Regions from separate parts of the Hordeum vulgare genome. Here region 2 is linked to region 1. Evidence: chromatin contacts called from public Hi-C data. All regions are on one chromosome and are shown on one strand. Each heading gives the region's core, a stretch centred on a gene start, on an enhancer-like site or on the middle of the called end of the contact. The rest is flanking DNA. Distances are from core to core; before and after follow the strand shown. Region 1 holds the start of LOC123424815 (sodium/hydrogen exchanger 2-like). Region 2 has its middle 32 kb from the start of LOC123424818.

Region 1 (3,798 bases), core at 908-3,407:
ATCATTTAGTTAAGCAAAGGAGTGCAAAAGTGAGACTCTAGAACAAACTTACAAATACTCCAAGGAAGGTGCTTGACACGAATAAGTAGCAGAAGTTTCCCAAGAACTTCAGAATGACGATTGCATCGATTTGGTTAGGATCGAAGTTCTGGAGCGCGTTGAAAAGCACGACTGATGTGGCATCGTTCACAACACCTTCCCCGAAAACTAGACTGTACAGAAAGGGCGTCTCGTCCTGATTGAGAACCTATTTTCCGGACAAATATGGATGGGTAAGCAGTGGATTCAGTCATGATAACACATGAGCTACTAATTCAGATAATAATCATAGCAATTCCTCAGGAAAAAAAGACAGAATCATGAGAACTTTCGATTAACAAACCTGTAAAGTGCAGACAGAATCTGTCGCGGAAAAGATGGCTCCAATTGCTGCATATGGGATGCATCAGAAAGTGATGAGGTTAGTGTGTTAGTTGCAAGGTGTGGATCATGTGGAAAAGCAATGTCGGCTTACCGAGAAAATCTGATACATCCAGTGTCCCAATGTTCATCTTGCTGAATATCGCAATGGCAGCTGAAACGTAGTAATCGACGTCAGAGAAGTCCGAGATAACCCGCAGAACAAACATCTATTTATCTACTCACGACGAAAATAGCGAGCAACTTTTGTGGAGGGTGAAAGTAGCATACCAAGAGAGATTGTGAAGAATGAAATCATCGTCCCGACAGCGCCGAATAATGTGATTGTCATGAAATTCCGGAAGAACTGCTTCTTCTTCACCTGGAAACTGGTGACAAATGGGTTTGAGAACCTTCAAATTCAGAAGAGATCCGAATGCTGAACCAAAATTCAGCCTATTGATGATGGGGCAAATTCTTCTAGAGACAGATGTTTCCTTAATGGAGCAGGATTACAGGCATCCAGCAGTAAGGACAAGTATTAAATGCCATGAACAAAATGGGTGGTCCTACTCGCAGTAAAAAGACAAATCCTATGAAAAATAACACTGGTAAGGACTGCAGATTGTTTATTAATGTTCCAGGATGGAACAACAGTCAAATATTGCCAATCAGCAGCTTCTGGATCCAAAAAAAATTAAATAATATACAGCTCCAGCAGTAGATCCAGGTATGCCAGAGGGACTGGAGGAACATCCATGGTTGCCATAATAAATAAAGAACATAAATTCGTTGAATAAAGAAGGCACACCACATGCACAAGCCATTTCCGATACCACGGTGCACAGCTGGGCTAGGCCGGGAAGAAACAAGATCGAAACACACGCGAGAATCGATCGAGATTCGACGGAGAAGTTCAGTGAGCTCGGAGGAATGGATCCTTGGTACCCTTACCCGGCGTTGAAGATGATGGGAGGGAGGAGGTATATGAAGAAGAGGTCCTCGCTGAAGACGAGCACGTGCGAGCTCTTCCCCTTGGTGGTCATCAGGATCACCACGCCGGTGCACAGCCCCTGTTCGTTCGCCCGGCCAGGAAGAAGAAGGGGAACGAGCATTAGCGACGGCGGCCGGCGCCGGAGCAGGAATTGGAAGGCTAATTAATCGTTAATGAGAGGGCTTACGATGATGAGGGCGGTGATGGACTCGTTGAGCCAGCGGTTCTCCTCGAGGAGGTGGCCGAGGACGATGCAGGCGCAGAGCAGCGCGACGAAGAGGTTGATGGAGACCACGGAGGCGTGGTCCGAGGTGGCCAGCGCGTCGCTCAGCCGCGCCAACTGCGCCGCCACCACTTCGAACGCCATCCCGCCCGTTACTCTTCTTCCTTGAGCCCGGCCGAACGAGACACAGCTAGCTCCGGCGAGCGAGCGCGCGCCCTCGGGGAAAGACGCGGGCTTTTTCAATCAGATCGAATCAACCCGGACGGAGCCCTCGGGGAACGGCCGGCGGCGCTAATCCGGAGACGAATCGACGGGGAGACGAAGAACAGCCGAGCTCCTCCTCCTCCTGGCCCCGTCTCCGCCGCTGCTTCGTGCCCGGGGCCGGGGTGGGGAGGGAAAGAATGGCACGGGAAACCCGGGGTGGGGAGCGAGGAGGGAGAAGGAGGGGGGGCAGATGCGCAGCCGCGCGGGCGGGGAGGTCGGGATTCTCCTCTATTCTTTTCGCGCGGGCGGGGTATCTGGAGAAGGTTCCGTTGGTGGTTTGGTTGGCCCGGCTGGTATTTAAAGCCGCCGGAGGGGGAGGAGATGGGCTGGCGGGCCGGCGGGGGGACGCGTGGTGGGTGGCGAGGGGCGCGCGACGGTGGTTGGGGTTCGGGGGCGGAGCGGCGGATAGGGGTGGGGGTGGCTGAGCTGACGTGTCCGGCGGCCTCGGGCCGATCTGGGGCGCCCAGGTGGATCCCCGGCGTCCACCCGTGTTCCCGTCGTGACAGGGTGGTCAGTTCCGGTTTCGGGTGTTATCCATGGACCATGGCCAGTGGGGTTCATTATATTGTGCTCGAATTCCTTTCCTATACCTACACGAGAGCCCAAACTCATTAATTATTTCCTCGTACTACGAAAATCAGCATTTTTTTTCGTTCTTAGATGGATTCCTAGAAAAATGTCCGTGCGTTGTAACGGGTTAAAAATTTGGGTGGGCCGTTCGACACTTTTAATCTTTGATGAGAAATACTATAAAGAAGAAAAGGAGACGTTGAGTGGATAGTCATTATAACGAAGGTTTTTGTGCAGATGATGAATTGTCCACACGTGCACATTATTAACATGCGTTTATACAAACACTGAATACTTAAAGATATAAGATGCAAGATTTAGGATTGATTACCTTCAGTTGATATATGGTCATGTCTATTCGCCTGATTGGGATGCCTTTAAACTCAAGCATGTCCAGCACTAACAATGCAGCTCCAACGCCCTCCCATTTTTCATTTGTGTAGTTCATTTACCTCGTGTAGGGTACAATCCTCCTCTTCGTAGATCATACCTAAATCCATCAAAGCTAGCATCTTTTAGATGACAAATAAATACCCAAAAAATAGAACATGTGGATGTTGTACACATGAATTGCCCGTAGTGCCACCAACAAAATGCAAAAAGGCAAAGGATAGACCAGGTTTATGGATGAGTGCGCATCCCCACTTAAATTATGCACCCGACAACTTAGTTTCTTCCTTATATTGATTCTGTTAAGAATAGATTAGTTGCTTATTAATTAAGCTGATTAAGATTAAGTTAATTCTTAGATAGGTTACTTAGTCCTCAAGCAACCATGCACTTCCTTGACTCTCAAGGAAACTATGTAATAACTTGGCCCTTAAGTAACTTCAAGTTACGTGACTCTCAAGCAACATGTGTACTTCCGCCCGGGTATAAATACCCTATTGCTATCATCAATAAAGACTAACCGTTCATTCACTTTCATTCAATCTCGTTTTACTCTAACACGTTATCACGCACGCCTCTACCGAGAGCACGGGCCACACAGCGAGTCTCCCCGCACGGATCGGTAGCGCTCGAGGCCACGCTCCAGGCCAGCCCTCGACAGCGATGCCGACGCCCCATTGCTATCCCCGGCGAGATCTCTCTCCACGTGCGGCGCCCGCGCTTCCAGCAGCGGCCACGGCCACAGGCGCTCACGGCGCGACGCGTAGCTCCGCATGGCATCGATGACCGACCTGTTCACAGCAAGACATAGTACACAAGACGAATTAATGATGAAATTGTCCATTTGATCTAGTCTTGTGATTGATCAACGATCTAACAATTGATTGTTTTCTCACGTACACAATGCACTCGCGTGAATCATCTCCACTTGAGTGTACTGCGCAAGAAGAAAAGAAGA
Region 2 (3,798 bases), core at 797-3,296, 140 kb after region 1:
TTAAAAATATTGACGCATTTCTAAAATTGTTCGTAAGTTAAAAAAAATGTTCTCTCTTTTTTTGGCAGAAACTCAATTCCGTTTTTGTTTTTGTTTTTTGAAGTTTAGAATTTTGAAATTCTATTCACATTTTTTTAAACTGTATGTCATATCTAAAAAATCACATTTGTCAAAAAACTTCAGAATTCCAACAGTTTTCCACATGCTACGAAAAATGATACAGATTTTCCAAAATTGTGTCACATTTTTGAAATAATGTTTTTGCAATTTCGTAAATTATTTGTGTTTTGGAAAACACTAAAGCAACGAACTTTGAATTTATTTTTTCGGCAAACAAATATTAAAAATGTAAACTATTTCGGAATGTCCGAACATCTTAGGGAGTGTGAGAACTTTTTAAAAATTCTGAATACTTCAAAAAAAACTATTGTTTTGAAAAATAATCAATTTCAAAAAAGCAAACGCTTTCTAGAATATATTTATTTTGAATCCAGAATTTTTCTAAGTGCAAGCACTTTTTCTAAACTTTAATAATGGGAACAAATGTGTAAAGAAATGTTTGTGACATCTAAGATATATCATGAGTTTAGAAAAAAGTACGTGGTATTTCAAGACTGTTCACGAGTTTAAATAAATGTGCTTGTGACATTTTCAGAAAGAAGTGTATACAATGTAAAAAAATTGCATGATGTAAAAAATGTGTCATACCCTTAAAAAATATACGTGACATGTGTTTGAAAAAGTTTAGACAATTTTAAAATGTCTAACAATGTAAAAAAATCATATAGTTTTATGAAAAAATATGTTCATTAAGAAATGTAAAGCGTCTTTTGAAAAATATTAGCGTGTATTCAACTTTTTTGGAAAACAAGTACCCAAAAAAATGTAAATACAGTGTATTAAAATATATTTGTGATAAAATTTTACTATGGTATTGAGAATAATTAGATATGTGTAAAAAAGAAATCCGGTTACTGATAAAGAAACAAAACAAAAGTAAAAAATATATAAAGAAAGTCAAGAAAGAAACAAAAGAAACCAAAAGTATAACAAAGAAAGAAGAACCAGATAAAGTCGGCAAAAGATAGAGTATAACGAAGGAAAAACCAGAAAAGAATCATGAAAGCCAAACCAGGGCGAGCGACTGCATTAATGGGCTGGTCCAGTTCAGCGAATCCCAGCTAAAACCTATCAAAGTTCAAAACATACCGGGATAAGAAAGTTTGTTGTGCTAATTTCAAGAATTGTAAGTTCAAGGTTTGTTTTAGCATTCATCTATAAATTGAAGGTTTGTTTTATACTTTTTCCTTCTTATTTAGAGGAATCAACTCCATAATGTTCCCTTCCCGTGACAGTGTCCTGTCCCATCCACGAACTGCATACATTTGCGTTCGTGCAACAGTAGGACACGCGTCGGCACTGTGGCCAGTGACTGGCCACGCATACAGTGCAGGAGAATCGTCTCGGGTGGGATAGATGTCGACGCACGTATACAACACGGTGTGAACAACTTCACTATCTTGATTATTTGCCCCTTAGTTTAACACGATTTAACCTGATGTATAAAAGTTTTTCGGTTTTGATATTTTTTCCATCGTTATTGTTTTTAACGGCAGGATATCACATCCTACCGTCAAGACCTTTAACGATAAGGCTTACTTACACCGTCACTCACGTATGTTGGACCCGAAATAGACCCTACCATCATATTCTACGCCTGATTGCCGGTGCATGAATTCTTAATCATTTGTCTGGACTCATGATTCGTTTGGAGCTCTGTTGCCTCGTGTCGCCGGAGCGTATCTGGAGAAGCAGCTCGAGTGCCCTGCCGGCCGCGAAGCTCCGGCACCGGACAACATTGATTACCGAGCGTCTCTGGACGAGTTGTCGAGAAAGAAAGAGGTCCCAAGTGGAGTGTGGGTGGACTGAGAATGAAGAAGAATATCCCGGCAGCAGCGTGAGGCGGAGAGGCCTAGAGGGACCGTCTCCGCCAACTTCCTGCTTTTCCGTGTGCCATCACCTTGAGGATCATCGGGCTATACACTGCTTCTATCTCCGTGTAAAGCGTACACCGTGCTGTGGCCACACAGTGGCCATGCGGATGCGCGACGTGGGAGCCTAGCCTAGGCGGGGATGCACCGTGTCCACACGGGCTAGGCTGCTTTCTAGGGTAGATGGCCGACTTCGTTGATCAGTTGACATGCATGGGCACATGATACAATACGATTTTTCAGCGAAATGTTTTCGTACGATAGCAGTTAGCATGGTGCACAAAGCCTGGCATTTTCGTGGCTAAGAGATCCGGTCAAGAAACAATATCCAAACCTTGGCATCAGGGCACTGGTAACTGATTGACGCAAATCTAAGTATGCTCAGTTGAGAACTAGGCTGTAGCCTAGTGGCAAGGGAGCGCAGTGGCGTCTCCAGCAACCAGGGTTCGATCCACGTCGGGGACGAATTTCTGGTTTCTCATGAGGGATGCTTCTTCTATATCAATAAAACCATGGGCGCCAGTGCCCATGGAGTTTCATTTATATTTTTTTTTAAGTATGCTCAGTTAGCTCTTCGCCGAGCAGAGCACATGCGCAGGTGCGCCACGGTACAATCTAGCAAGGCAAAAGTCCAAACAAACTTAAACTTGTAGACAAAAGCTAAATCAAATCTTAAACTTTGAATCTTACATATTGACAGTATGAGTTTATCAATCCCAGTATACTCTAAAACCTTAAAAGTAATTAGCTTGTATTCGCTGGGTTGGGCCAGTCCATTAGTGCAGTAGCTCTCGCCGCTCATGCCTAGCCCTAGGTTCGCTCACTTTGCTTTGTGTTTCTTTTTCTTCTTTTCTTCTCTCTTTTCCTTTAGCTCTTCTTTGATTTTTCGTCATTTTCTTTCAGTTTTCTTTTTTCCTTCGTTATACATTGTGTTGTCTCTGGATTGTTTTTTTACCTTTTTCTTTCTTTGTTATGTATTTGGTTTTGTTTTGTTTCTTTCTTGATTTTATTTGTATTTTTTCTATTTTTTGCCGGTTTTAATTTTTTTACACATATATACTTCTTCTAAGTATATACAATGTACATTATTGGCGCACAAGTGTAATACTTTTTAATAAACTTTGGACATTTTTCAAATATAGTATGTATATATTTCTTAATATCCATGTTTTTAGCATTTCAAACCTCCCTAAAATACTACCTCAAAAAAATTCCCTAGTTTTTTAATACATTTTGGACATTTTTAAAATAAATTATGTAGATTTTTTTCAAAAAAAATACATGTTTTCAGGACGTTTTTGAGTAAACTGTAACATTTTTCGAAATAAACATGGCGGATGCTACAAATCATCCGGCTGATGCCATGGAAAATTAAGCCGTCTCGCTGGTCGTTCATCTAATTCTATCGCACCGTTTGATTTAACCAAAGTGGGCCGTGAATAGCTGACGCATGACTTTGCTTGAATATGCTTCATCACAAATAGTAGCAACCCTCCACATGAAGCTCCATCTCATCATTGGACGCCCCCTCCCCTGGCAAAGCTCCATCACATCACTGAGGTGCCTCGGCGAAGCTCCATTGCAGCACTAGACGGTCTCGACGAAGCTCCATTGCAACACCAATGACCCCCGGCGAAGCTTCATTGCCGAATTGTGTGGGGCACCATTGCAGCACTAGCTAGACGGCCTCGACGGAGCTCCATTGCAACACCGGCGACCCCGGCGAAGCTTCATTGCCGAATTTGTGGGCCCTAGCGAAGCTCCATTGCAGCACTAGACGGCCTCGACGGAGTTCCTTCGCGACACC

Evidence for each region. A called contact is a pair of places that touch in the nucleus more often than the background predicts.
Region 2: a Hi-C map of leaf shows a contact between it and region 1, with 4 times the contacts expected there. The contact joins the enhancer-like site here to the promoter of LOC123424815 in region 1. A contact is called at or near these places in 1 of 6 Hi-C or Micro-C datasets (leaf) and 1 of 1 datasets of contacts at active chromatin or transcription factors (embryo).

Annotation. Positions count from the first base shown.
Region 1 is chr2H:50,272,224-50,276,021 of MorexV3_pseudomolecules_assembly, forward strand. It overlaps LOC123424815 (sodium/hydrogen exchanger 2-like), which reads right to left and starts at 2,158. Exons shown (of 14, transcript XM_045108511.1): 1 at 1,581-2,158; 2 at 1,354-1,472; 3 at 691-788; 4 at 515-574; 5 at 383-429; 6 at 53-247. The coding sequence starts at 1,760.
Region 2 is chr2H:50,409,700-50,413,497 of MorexV3_pseudomolecules_assembly, forward strand. No RefSeq gene overlaps it. Among protein-coding and RNA genes, the nearest start is that of LOC123424818, 32 kb to the right of the region's middle. Within about 2 kb of position 2,047, at least 2 of the 3 cell types and tissues checked have open chromatin away from gene starts, as enhancers often do. A contact at or near this core is called in leaf, where this site is marked.